Linked DNA regions of Oryzias latipes: region 2 is linked to region 1. Evidence: chromatin contacts called from public Hi-C data. All regions are on one chromosome and are shown on one strand. The core of a region is the stretch at or near the end of the contact, and the rest is flanking DNA. Distances in the headings are between cores, read along the strand shown.

The links. A called contact is a pair of places that touch in the nucleus more often than the background predicts.
Region 2: a contact with region 1 is called in a Hi-C map of embryo, with 1.9 times the contacts expected there. The contact joins the enhancer-like site here to the promoter of anos1 in region 1.

Annotation. Positions count from the first base shown.
Region 1 is chr21:24,155,418-24,162,257 of ASM223467v1, reverse strand. It overlaps anos1 (anosmin 1), which reads right to left and starts at 5,432. Exons shown (of 14, transcript NM_001104849.1): 1 at 5,187-5,432. The coding sequence starts at 5,378. It overlaps LOC110017355 (a long non-coding RNA gene), which reads left to right and starts at 5,446. Exons shown (of 3, transcript XR_002292718.2): 1 at 5,446-5,550.
Region 2 is chr21:24,225,954-24,232,416 of ASM223467v1, reverse strand. No RefSeq gene overlaps it. Among protein-coding and RNA genes, the nearest start is that of LOC111946728, 17 kb to the right of the region's middle. Within about 2 kb of position 2,951, at least 1 of the 8 cell types and tissues checked has an H3K27ac peak or open chromatin away from gene starts, as enhancers often do. A contact at or near this core is called in embryo, where this site is marked.

The DNA of each region.
Region 1 (6,840 bases), core at 4,183-6,682:
GGGCATAATATTGAAAAAATTGATAATGCACTAATAGTAAAGGTCTAGTCAATGGTGCTGGTGCGTCTGGGCTCAACACTGAATCATAAACAAGGTTTTACCGTCAACAAAGAGTTAAGTGTTAAATAATGAAAATGTATCTGAAGATGGGATGCATAACTAAAGGCTACATGGGATAAGACCATTGAAAAGCTTTGAGTTGATGGAGTTCATTCTTGTCAATGACCTGGATCTGGGTTTGAGCTTTCTATTGTCTTTGCTCACTCTACAAGAGCAGTGAAGTTGTGACAGACAGCCAAAAGTTTAGGGATCTGTGAGCAAAGGGTCTGCTTAAGTTCAATGTCAAGTTCAAAGCTTTTTCTCACAATGTAATCCAGAGGAAATTTCCCATGAGACACTGAGAGAGAAGTAATCATTACATGGTTTAATTTGACATCCAGTACCAGTAAGTGCTATGGTTTAGGAGTCAAGGATAACGGTCAAGCGGCTTCAAAGGAATCCATGATTGGATGGTCTTGTCTTTAGGGAATCTCCCTCACAAACGGCTACAGATGAGGATGAAAAATATATGACTCCTAGCACTAAGGAGACTTGGTACTATTGTTTAGGTTTTCTTGACAAACGAAACTGGAACGAGGAGCAGGTTTTTGCTCTTGCATCAATAGATTTGCTGTCTTTTTGTCTGACAAAGACCACATTTATGCCTGCAAGCAAAAATTTGAACATAAATACTCAACTCAGCAATGATTAAAGAGTTTAGGACGGTGGACTCAGGATAATTTTGTTACACCTCTCCATCAGTGCTGACAGGTCTAGATTCATGGAGGAGCTAATTTTGTTTTGTGACAGCATCCCAGCAGCAAAGAGGCTCAGCAGGATGTTGCCCCAGCTGTCCAGGCTTGACCCCACCATTTCAGGGACCAACAAGGGAATAATTATAGGTCAGGACTTCATCCATTTGACTCACCATGACATTCCTCTGCAGTCTGAACATTATACAGAGCTGAGGAGCGTCAAGGACTGCAGAGAATGAATTCTTTCCAGATATCCTCCAGAGTGATGGGAGGCCGGAGGAGACCAGACACAGGTCTAAGGTAAACGCTGGTGTGTCGGCGACCAAGCAGCACTCAAATCAACGGGACATTTATCACCAACACTGCCACACGGGTTAGAGCAGATGGCCTTTTGCATTGTCTAGACACCTGAGATGAGAGCGAACAAAAGCCACCAAATAATCAAGATTTTTTGTTGGTTCTCAGACTGAATTTATGTCCTAATGACTCAAATTACTGGAGAACACCGGTTGGTCTTTCATGGCCCACATAATTCAGAACAAGAAGGGGGAACTTCAAAGGACAGAGTGGTGTTCTGTCTGCCCTTTGGCAGCTCAGGGCTCCTCAGGCGTCACCTAAATAACTTAGGCAGCACTAAAATAAAGGGCTGCTGGATTTAGGCTTTGCCTGGAGGAGGAGGTGTGAGAGTTGTGGTCATTCCACCAATCACCTATCCAGTTGATATGAATTATTGGGGAGCTAATGTGTCTAGTGCTAACATAAGAGGGTAATTCAGGAACCCTAAACGGCACCGGTGCGAGGTTGTCTCCACGTGGGGAGTCAAGGTTATCTGTCAGGCGAAATACCTCGCGGTGTAGCGGCTCGGAGATTTACAGAGCCAAGTGTCACGGTTTTTAAAAGTGCACGCTGAGAGGCGAGACCACGCATCATAGGCCTCCATTCATCCGCTGTCCTCACCAATGAAAAACCCCACACATACTGTACGACGGGCAGTAGCCGAGGTTCGATTCCACCGCAGGCTTTTTTAATATCAAAGGCCAAAAACAAGGGGACACAGAAAAACTACTTTCCCAGTGTTTTTCCTTCCCTCCACTTAAAACAGAAATCTCTGGAGCGAGACGCTTAGATTTTACTATGCAGCATATTAAAAAAAGAACGACTTGAATTTGAAAACGTTAGATTTTTATTGCTTCGAGTGTAATAACAGGACCTTACGACCACACCTTGTTTTTGGCTTCACAGGTCCCCACATAAATAATCCACTACAAGGCCGATGCTTTCAGAATACATTATTGCACAGGGCTCCCAGCTCGCTCTTAAGACTTAAAATGTCTGTGGCCAATATTTATGGTTGGGTGTTCCCCTTTGTCTATTGTACAGGGGTGACAAGTTCCCCAAAAGTGGAGTAAAATGTCAATAAATCTGTATTTGGAATAACTATTGCAATAATAAATCTTAACTTGCCATAAATCTGACAAGCATCAGACTACCCATGGGCTTCTCAAATCTTCAAGCTTGTTTCCATTCCGCACTAATGTGGAACTGTGGCAACCGAAACAAAGCGCCTGATTTGTGTTCCTGTTTGAGCGTGTGGCTACACAAAACATCTGTAACAACAACGCTCAGCCTTTGCAGAGAGATCCAATTAAAGCGAACACTATAAAAAGATCGGAACATCCAGCTGGTAAATGCGTTAAAAAAGCCAATTATCTCCTGTACGGTGAGGAAAAGGAGTAGCTGCTCGGATGGATTACCAGATACCGAGAAGCGGCCGTAAAATATGAAGGACTGGGAAGAAAGAGACATTCAGGAGAAGCTTTTCATTCCAGCTAAAATGGAAAGAGTCTTCTTTCTGCCCCATGAGGGTGTCCGAGCTGAATTAAGCGGTCTTGATCAGCGGAGTGGCCCTTCGCTGACATGGGATCTGGAGCATAGACAGTATATGAGAACTGGCCTGTGATGGCACCTATAGAAAATGACTAATTTACAGTTCCTCCCAAATGAATTCAATTCAATTGCCATTTTTCTGCAATATGGACTGAACCAAAAATCATCTCTAAGCAGGGATTGGTTCAAGTTGGTCTGAGTCAACATTTCTATGGCAACCACTCTCACCAATCAGGAGTGAGCTTGTTGGAAATCCACACCCCTTCCACTTGAAAGAATCGGTCAAATGAATGTTTTGATTGTTCGACGTGACACCATCTGCTTGAAAGGGCCTACATCATGCAAAAATCAACATTTTGAGCTTTCAAGACTATGATAATGTTCACTCCTCACAAAGAACAACCAGAAAGCAGTGTTTTAATCTATTCAGTGGTCTCTGAGCACCAGTCCCTCATAATCTGCGAAAATGGTTTTCACGTTATGAGTGTGGGGAAGAGGAGAAAGTGTGTGTGTGTGTGTTAGCCTGGGGGCGGTGGTGGTAGCGCAGACTCTTCCTGGAAGGGGCTGTGACGTCACAGCCCCTTCCAGGAAGAGTCTGCGCTAACACCCACTTTCTCCACAGAGCTAGCGGTGATAACCTAAATGCTTTCTTTTTTTATGCACAATATGCACATCTATCTTTGCAAAAGTTCAAATGTGCGTGAAACGCAGACACGCCGCCGACCCCGACTCTAGGTTGACATCATGAAATGAGCGGTAGCCACAAGGAGGGAAAGGCGGAGCCTCAGAGATTGAGCAGTCTTACTTCTGGGTAGGAAAATGAGCTGCGAAAATAATTAAGATTTCATGTTTTTTAAAATTGTTCTTTCGTGTGCCAAAAGTAATATATTATCACATATATGGATATAGTTTACTATAAAACGTTTAAGAAAAGCATGACATTGGCCCTTTAATTGAGGCATCGGATTGGTCAGTTTATAATTTGAGTAACAGAAAAAATATAATAACAAAATTGAAATTGAAAAACAGGTTCCTGCTTTTTGCAGACTATTTGGAACACGGGGGGGGGGGGGGGGGGGTCACTCAGTCCACTTCTCATATACAGTCAATGATCTGAAAAAAGGAAGCGGATCCACCTGTAGGTTGTGCTGACTGCTCCAACATGGCGATAACATCGCAAAAGAGCTCCTCACATTCAGCACAATGGGGCGGCGAGGTGCAGCAGGAAGATGACCCCCCCCCCCCCCCCCCCCCCCCGGCGGGGCAGCTCCTTGTACGCGCCTGTGAGGTGTGACCCCGGCATTTATTGGCAGAGGCTGGTGGACGTTAGGAGGAGGAGGGAGGGTTGTTGCAGGTCGGCCATATGTTTTTGCAGCTGACCAGACCCCACACTCCTTCAGATGAAAGGAGAACACAAAGCAGGTCCTCAACAATCGCCGTCCCTCCTCGGACCTGCAGGTCTGCCTCGCTTATCACCAAGCTCTTCAGACAAGTGCCTCCCTCTTCTTTTCCCTCCCCCTCGGCAGGACACCGCCTCAGACTCCCAGGCTCTGCAGTCAATTATGCTGACTGCTCGCTGTTCATTAGAAGCCAAGCTCCAACAGCCGCTTGACTTCTTACCCGGCGACTAATTTAATTCTCCAACTTTTCGACCTTGGCCTGCATCACACCCCCGGGATTCCTCTCCAAACAAATCCCTGATGCCGCCTGCCAAGATGCACTTTGAGAGGCGCTGCCTGCTCTCCATCCCTTCTCTTGCTTCTATTTTTCAGGGAGTTCATTACAGTTCAGCCTCACTCAGTCCTGCATCACTCCCTAATACTCTACTTTTTTAAAGGCCATAATTAAGCATAGAGGTGAACCTGCAGACAGAAGGGCTGGTGAAATCAATAAATGCTTTTCAAAGCAAAAGCAATGAGTTACAAACAAACTCCTTAAAACCTCATTACTAGCAGGTTTTGATCCACAATACTTCAAAAACACTTAGGGATTCTTTAAGAAAAGACAAGACAGGAGTGGAGTGATTACAGAGGCACAGAGAGCTGCTGCTGCTGAGCTGCTGCTGCTGCTGCTGCTGCTGTTGCTGGGAAGAGGGATCAGTGTCCGGATCTTTTCTTTTGGGTCCTGGGGGAGAACGGAGCGCGCAGTGGAGGGTGAAAAACACACTGGACACCACATTACCATGTCAGCCAGCACCACGCGGCTCCTTTCTCCATCTGCATCATCCAGCAGCACGCGCTGGGAGGCAAAAGATGCAGCAAACGGCAGGAGAGCAGTTTGCAGCTCAGAACGTCCCGCTCTGCCTGGGTTGCGCGCGTGGCAACTTTGCAAACAACTCAACAATTCACGGGGATGCTGGGAGGGAGGAGTGGGACCAGAACCGGAGCTCGGTCTGTGACCTGCTCCCTCCCCTTACGGCGGAGGGGGGGAGCGGGGCGCTGGATCCGTCAACACCGCCGGGGCTGGAGGTGTCGGTGGTGGGGGTTCTGGTTTCCGAGCTCGTACCTGGGAGTGCTTGAAGAACGCAGAGATGCGCGTGATGTGCAGGCTGAGGCACCGCGAGGCGCACCTCGCGCGGTAAATGCTGGCAGTGAAGAAAGAGTCGTCCTGCTTCCTCGCGGACACACTTCCCGGGCTCGTCAGCGCCGTAATCCACAAACACAGGCTCGCACACAGCTTCAGGCTTCTGGAAAACATCGTCCCGCTGCTGGGTTTTTAATCCCTCCACGGAGCGGACGACACTGCTCGCAGGCTCCGCCGAAGAAACTAAAGAAACTTCAATTATACGGGGGGGAGGAGCCACTGGCCTGAAGGCGCTGTGATTGGACGATCCGGCGCTGAGTGACGTGCACGAGGAGACCAGAGGCAGGTAGATCTTTCAGAGATGAGAAAGTGTGTTTGGAAGGAGATTTATATCTTTAGTGTTTTTATTTTACAGCTTTATATGAATAGAAAACAAACAAACACATGAAAATAAACAGAACAATCTGCTTTCAAAATAGGAGCGAAACTGAACAGGTAGGAAAAATTCAGCTTTTTCTTTTTAAAGATTATTAAGACTTTTTAAATATCTAATGACTTCCAATGCAAAGCCAGATAAAAGCATGGACAATTAACTAGAAATATATATAAACCCACAAAAAAACAAACAAACAAAAAACCCACAAAACATTAAGTCAAAATCAAATTAAAGACAAAATAACGTAAGGATGGACGGACAAATAGACAGAAATAAAAAAGAAAAAACTGATGAATGCAGCGTCAACAGGACAAGGACTGTCCTGCTGTGCCTGTCCCAAGCCTGGCATTCAGGAAGAGCATTGAACATAAAGTTTACAAGACATCAAATAGTTCAAAGGAGAAGATAGATTCACTGACAGGATGGTTTTCCAAACATTTTAGGGGCTCGGAGGGACATGACACCCCCGGCTCTCAGTCCACACAGACTTGCCCCCACTGATATTCTCCCTGCCCCATGGTGCTAAATCAGAGCCGATGTCTTTCAATCACGTATGGATTTTTATAGATCAGATCAACTTTGGGTGAACTTGTACTTATTTTTTTTGTAATTATCTGTTTCAATTCAGACAAAGTTGACATAATTTCTTAGCGGAAGGATGCTATCATTATAACATGCCATTAAAAAAATGGTGTCAACATATGTTTATTTTTTTATTTTATTTTTTTTATCCCTATTCAAAGTATGCAGAACCAACCATGAGTGAAACCTTAGACTCTGACATGAAACATTGATGCTGGGTACAGCTGATTTCACTGCAAATGTTTTCATGTAAGCCATCGCTCACACAGATATGCGATATTTAAAACCTAGTCTAGACAATTTGGCTTTACGGTATGATCAGGAATGAATTAAATAGCAAATATGTGGAATTATTTTAAATAATTTTCATTACAACAGTCATAATTTGATTCTACTTGCTCCTTCTGTTGTATCTTAGGACAAATTCAAGTTTGTGTTGGCATTTTTGTGATTAAACTGAGTTAAAATACATTTAAAAGAACACTAGAATATAAAAGACAAAGTTTTCCAATATTTATTTTTGCTGTCTGGTCAATTGTTTGATCTAGAGAAGTCTGAATTTTGATGCAAAATGATATGGAATCTATTATAAACAAATTATTAAACAAACTTTTTTCA
Region 2 (6,463 bases), core at 1,702-4,201, 73 kb before region 1:
ACATTCACACTGGGCTCGGCGACGCACATTCAAGCGACAACGTCCAATGAAAAGTTTATGTAACATGCGTTTCAAGATTCTGCGTTCAAAAATTCTCCCATCCCGGTGTCGCGACGTTAGTTTTCAAGTCTGTTTTTGGGACTCTCTATGTACAATACGCTTAGCCATTGAACTCACGCTGAAGTTAAATCAGTTGAACTTTGACCAAGCAGAGACTTGGATTTGGATGGGTAGAGCCACGGAAGTCCCAACCGTTTGAAAAGTGATCATGAAGGAGACACCAATAATCGCAGTTTGTGCCCGGCCGGAATTATATGACAACTAGATTTCATATATTGGAATTCAGCTGTGAATGAAAAAGCCTGGAGGAAGATTTGCACCACTTGCTCCATTTCAACTGCAGGTAAATGTGCTAGTATCAGGCAGCAGACAGCAGACCATGTGAACAACCGTATGCTAAAACATGCATAACTCTTGAGTTTCACTTCAATATCATTATATATATAATGATATTGAAGTAACCATAATGATATATGGTGGATGCATTGATAGAACTCCAAAATAATTTTTATACACCACCGCCCTTTTTTTTAAAAAAATCAAGTGTATTTTTTGTATTTTTTTATTAGTGTTTTCCTTTTCACTTAACTCCAATCAGCTGAGAAAAAGAGAAAAATCAATGAAGACTATGAAATGTAATGGTTCTAATTTACCTTGGATTGCTCTGGCATAATAGTGCCAACATTTGAAAGATTGAATCCGTACCGTTTTCGTTTTAAATATCAACAATGTTATTATAGATTTAGTCCTCACATATAATATAAATAACACTCCTTTTCTGAGAAGGTATGCAGTGAAGTCCTTTTCGGGGAACCCTATTCTAACTCGCTCCACCTTCTCATGAACGTTTCCTCAACCTCGAGACATTTTTCCTGGAGGTCAAGGAAAACAGCTTAAGAAGACAATAAGACGCGTTGTGTTTTTGACAAGTCTGCTGGGAGTGTTTCTGCCGGAGCTCCTTTCCGCCTTCAGGAAGTCCTTCCTCTCAGTTGTGGCTCATCACCTCCTGCATGCTGAAGATGATTGACTAATGCAGAAACTCAGTCTGCGGGAGAGGCCACTTCTGGCATCATGTGAATACAGTTATCATTAACTGGAACTGGATGATAATAAAGAGGATTATAACTGGATGAACTTAATGCATTTAATTGGACTTGTACTTAGTTTGTTTGCTTTTACTGTTAAGTATTCCCAGATGACTTTTTATGAAGAAGTGCAATCTGTAAATGGAATAAACTGAAATGTTATGTTTGACTAGACCTGCAATTAAATTTTTGTGGGTTTTTTGAGTAATAAATTCAGTCTCCTAGTTTGTAAAATTTACTGTTTTGGAGGCTTGACACTCATTGCCAATATGTTTTATATGAACTTGTGCTGGCACAGAGGTTGCAATTTTGACCTACCATAAAAAGGGTTTATTTTATTTTATTATAAGTTAGACTGTATCCCTGTGAACCCCATTACATCAAATTAATTGAAAAAAAACATGTCTTTTAGAATTATTGAAAAAATGTCTTTAAAGAAATTAATAAATATTATTTTTGTATTTGTGGGGTGATTTTGTCAATTGTTGCTCACAAGAAAAATTGTAGTAGGTTTAGGGGATGTCATCTGGACTTGGTTTTAAAGTTGGAAGACGTTTCACCTCTTATCCAAGAGGCTTTGTCAATTCTGAAATAGCTGGTCTAAGAGCTGGTATATATGCGCTCATTGGGGGAGGAGTTAGACCTGAAACTGGAGGTGTTGTCCACTTAGCCTATGTGGTTTTGGGTCGTTAATAGTCCTTTGTCCTCAGCTGGGGGTTTTTCACAAGAAAAATACTAACACGACACAATCTACACATTTTTTACATGACATAACTGTATTATAAAGACTTCGTTGTCAATAAATGTTGTATTATTTAATAATAAGTTATTATAAAAAATGATTTTTTTCACAATAAAGTTTTAGAAAATTAGCTAAACTTTTGCCATCAAGTGCTTTTGTGATTTTCTAGAAACAGCCATTTTGAACTGAGCAGGAAAAGCTCTTCTACTGCCCCTAGTGGAAGAATACGGAGCCCTTGTCCTGACATAAAGATATTAATCTGAGGGAACAAGATATATTTTAATATCTTTATGTCAGGACAAGGGCTCCGTAGAAGAATTATAGACTACAGAGCAGAAAACAATCTATGTAGGACAGGTTTTTAAGGAAAGTGTGCTGCCTTGTTTTGAAACCATTTGTTTCATTTTGATTGGGAAAAGTAGAAAAAAAAATTAAAAAAAGCTAAAGGTCAAAAGACAAAAAAACAAGATAAACTGTGAGCCACAACCAGACCTTAACTTGACATGGGAGCCAAAAGGTGACATGAGGCGACTTTGAGTGCACTCCAACTAAGGAAACAGCTGCAGCAATGACAAAGGTTAACCTGATTTGAAGAAGCTGAACAAGAAAATCTAAACACAAAACCTTGACTGAAATGAAAACGAGTAAAACAACCCAAGTCCTCGAATTTGGAAAACCTAATTTCTTTTTAAAAAAATAGAAAAACTCCAGAGTTGTTTTCTTAGGAGTTTATGATCTATGTATGCAAATATTAAAAAAACATGCATATCAAAAGGATAAAGTCAAAATATGATGCATAATTTTGTGTAAAAATCTTCAGGATCTTCTTTGGTCTCTGTGTGGCTGGTGTTTGCCAAAAGTTGCGGGTGATCAGATGAAGAGCAGTTGACTTTCAGCAGCCAGATCCTCCACTTGACATCATATTTTCTTAATGAGAACCAGCTGCCTGCAACATCAGCCTTTAGCGGCGAATCTGCATGAAAAACCTGAATGCTGGAACCCTAAGTACGTCCAGATTCCGCTGTGCGCCACGGGGTTGAACCAACATTCTGCTCTTTGTACCAATCAATGGAGCCTGTGATCATGCGGGATGGAAATGAGCTCTTAGCCTTAAAGCACAACCACACACTCCAACACTCAGGATGAAACGCTCCAGATTCACTATGTAAACACTGTGGTTCATGAGCCATTTGTTGGACGTATTCAGATCAGCGTCTTTACACAAAATAATCACCAAAAATGCGATTATCCCACTTTAAAGGAAAGTTTCTGGGAGGAGAGGCCAACAGTTGCTGATTGAAGCTGCTTTTTATCGTGAATTTCATCCACGTTTTGAATTGATGAACTCTAAAATATTCCTGATAAATACCAGGGCTTTTTGTCAGGAGTATTAATGGCCTCTGACGTCATCTTTCTGTGCCTGAAGGCACTTTTAGCTTTTAGCCTGAAGGTCAAACTGTCACAGTTTTTAACCCTTTTACCGCAGAGATGTCCACATCTAAATAAGAATCACTCTTTCACATACTGTCCAACTGTTTATGCAATCAATGTAATTCCAGTGGATTCTGAAGCGGAGAAAAGTGGCACTTTCCTGCTGGAATTGGAGTTGATTGTGTAAACTATTGAAAAGTAACGGTATGTCAAAGATCAGCAACACTGGAGCGTTCGCCTGGGAACTTAAACGCCTTTGCTAAAGGATAAAAAGAGGAAAAATGCTATGAAGCTGTGTAGAAGAAAAAAGATTTTTACAGATCAGAGCAAGCAGAAAGACGAAAATACTCAAATTTTGACTTTCTTCTTAGAATTTTGACTTACATCTCATATTTTGATTTGGATTTCACAGAATTCTGAGAACATTCTGAGAAAAAAATGCAGCTTTCTGAAATGTAATTGAATGTTCTCATTAAAGTCAGAATTCTGAGATTAAAGTCAGAAGTTTGAGGAAAAAGTCAGAATTTTATAATTATAGTTAGAATTCTTTTTTTGCCCTTTATTTTCTTTCCATGGCCGTAATCCTCTTCCGTAAATTTAAATCTCATGTGAGAGTATGAAGAGTATGAGTTTTAAAAATCCTTGTTGGTCATTTTTTCTGACAAAAGAACTTTTTTTTGTTACTCTAAAAATCCAGGTAAAGAAACAAAAAAAAAAGTTAAGTAAAGTAAAACAGTGGTGCGATTACATAAATTCGCTTCCTCCCAATCGCTTTCAGGGGATCTATTGAACACTTTTTGACAATCTAAACATTTAATAGTTACACTGTGTCATGAACTATATGAAAAGTGCTAATATGTTTATTTATGATTGAATTATTTATTTCTTTTTATGATTGTGTGTGTATTTTCCAATCATTTTATGACTAAGTATCCTATGTTGTCTTTTATTTTTTCCTTTTTGATTTATCCTTGTATAGATGTAAATTTCTGTCTTGTTTTTGTCTTATTTCTGCTTTGATTGCTTGAAAAAAAACCATTTCCAAATCCAAATAGGAGTTTTGAGTTAAATAAAGTTGTTTTTCTTACTATGAGAAAGATTTTGAGAGGCAAAATGTTCAAATGTTCTGTTTCAGCGCTGTGTGACTGCCTGGAGGAAGCTCTGTTGTCCCCTGACAATGTGTGTGTGGTTTTTTTTTTTTTGTTTTTTTTTGCAACATCCTCTGTGGATTCCATCTGAACTCAACCCCTGACCCCTTTCTTGTCCCCAAGCCTGGGTCCTGGCCTTGCGCTGCCGTCCGCCCTCCTGGGTACAGCTGACCTGTGAACTCTGCTTCACCTCTGAGGCCCGGCTACCGACCCCGCTCAGAAACTTCACAGGAGAAAAAAGAAAAGAGCAGACAGAAAGTTTCCCTTCTCCACCACTCATGCCTGGCAGGCGAAACCCTCTGACACCAGCTTCTTAACGCCATGTTTGAAAGAGCCAGCTGCTGGGTTTTGACTTTTTACCTTCAGAAAGAGCTGAACTGAAACTAAGTCTAAACTTCCTGCTTCATTAATTAAGAGCGGGTCACGCAGGTCAACATGTGTCTATTCTCACTAAAGGGCACGAAAGGGGATTAAGTTTAATCAGGGGGATTAAAAACACCAAGGGCAGATGGATGGGGTTTTCTTGCTTGATCTCCACTTCTGCAGGAATTGATGTTTGGTCGGCTAAAGATGGATACAGATAAGGAGTCCTCGTGTGACATGTTCTTTGTAAACACAAACAAAGCGGGACCTCTGTCTTACCTTTTGACCCAAAGTTCAAACAACACTAGAAAAGCAACAATTTCCACATTAACAAGTAATCTAATGACTTTTAGGGTCATTGTTGTCATCAGAAATATTGTACTTTTATTTTAAAGAACAGGGATGTTCACTGGAAAACTATCATCCATTACAAAACTAGAAATGTAAAAAAAATAAAAGACTTTAGAATTTTGTGGAAACAATTAAAATGGTCAATGTTTTCTATAAATTAAGATGTAAAGAACAACAAAGTAGTAAAATAAAAAAAGGAAATTATTATTATTATTATGGGCTTTTAAAGTGACAGAAAAGTGAGAGAAACCTTCCTTTAAGTATCCTTTGATAACATTGTGTTTGCTACTTTTGATGAAATACAATCCAATACAAAACAAAAAACATTTAGCTGTTTAATTTTAACCTGATCCAGAAAAATCTAAATTCCTCTAAATAAATTGGATTATTATGAAAATATTTAGTTTAAATATTCTGTGCTACATTTTTATCCACGACACACAAACTTATACGTTTATTGTGAAAATAGTTTTACATAAAGGTAGTCTAAGTGTACTACGAGTAAGTCTATCCTAAAAGTGATGTAGAATGCTTCAAATTTACTTTTATATAACTCAAAATGTTCCAATTTTGTTTACTCCGTGACTCAGAAACATAATTTCTGTCAATTCAAAGACTTGGACCACTGAAAGTATGAACATGTGTGACACTCAGGTTTGTTTACATGAATGACTGCTGTGGCGTGAACATGGACAACCTTTCTGTCATCCAAGCCTGGTTTTATGTGTTTGCAGCTTTTCGTCCGTCTTGGATTTGTTGTCTTCTCTTCCTCTTTAAGTCTCTTTGAGGTTTAGATGTTGGCCAAGAAGCCAAACGCTGGTACTGTGGAAACATTTTCAGGCTGTGAACTGCCAGCTTTTTTAATTAATAATAATATTTGGTGTCTTGGTTTCTTTGTTTAGGGCTCTAATGATGCCCCAACTGTCAAATCCACAGCCTTCATAATTCTGTGACCCACTGATCCAGACTGACATAAGATGCAGGATGCATTGGCATAAATTCACAACAGTTATTGGATTGGAAATTGACAACAACAGAAGGCATAAATGACATTTTAGATGCATTGTACATTTAAAAAATGCTAAATGGTGTTTTTTTATGTTAAAAAATGAAAGAACTGTATCCTTTAGGTTGTAATGATTAAAAAAAATCAACTTTTGTATCGATTTCTTTGCTTTAGTTTCTTCCATTGTTACTGATAGTTCATGCAAATGAACAGCTGAGATGCTTTCAAAACGTGTTTCCTTTCTCAGCGTCTGACAGATTTTTACTCCAACGGCTTT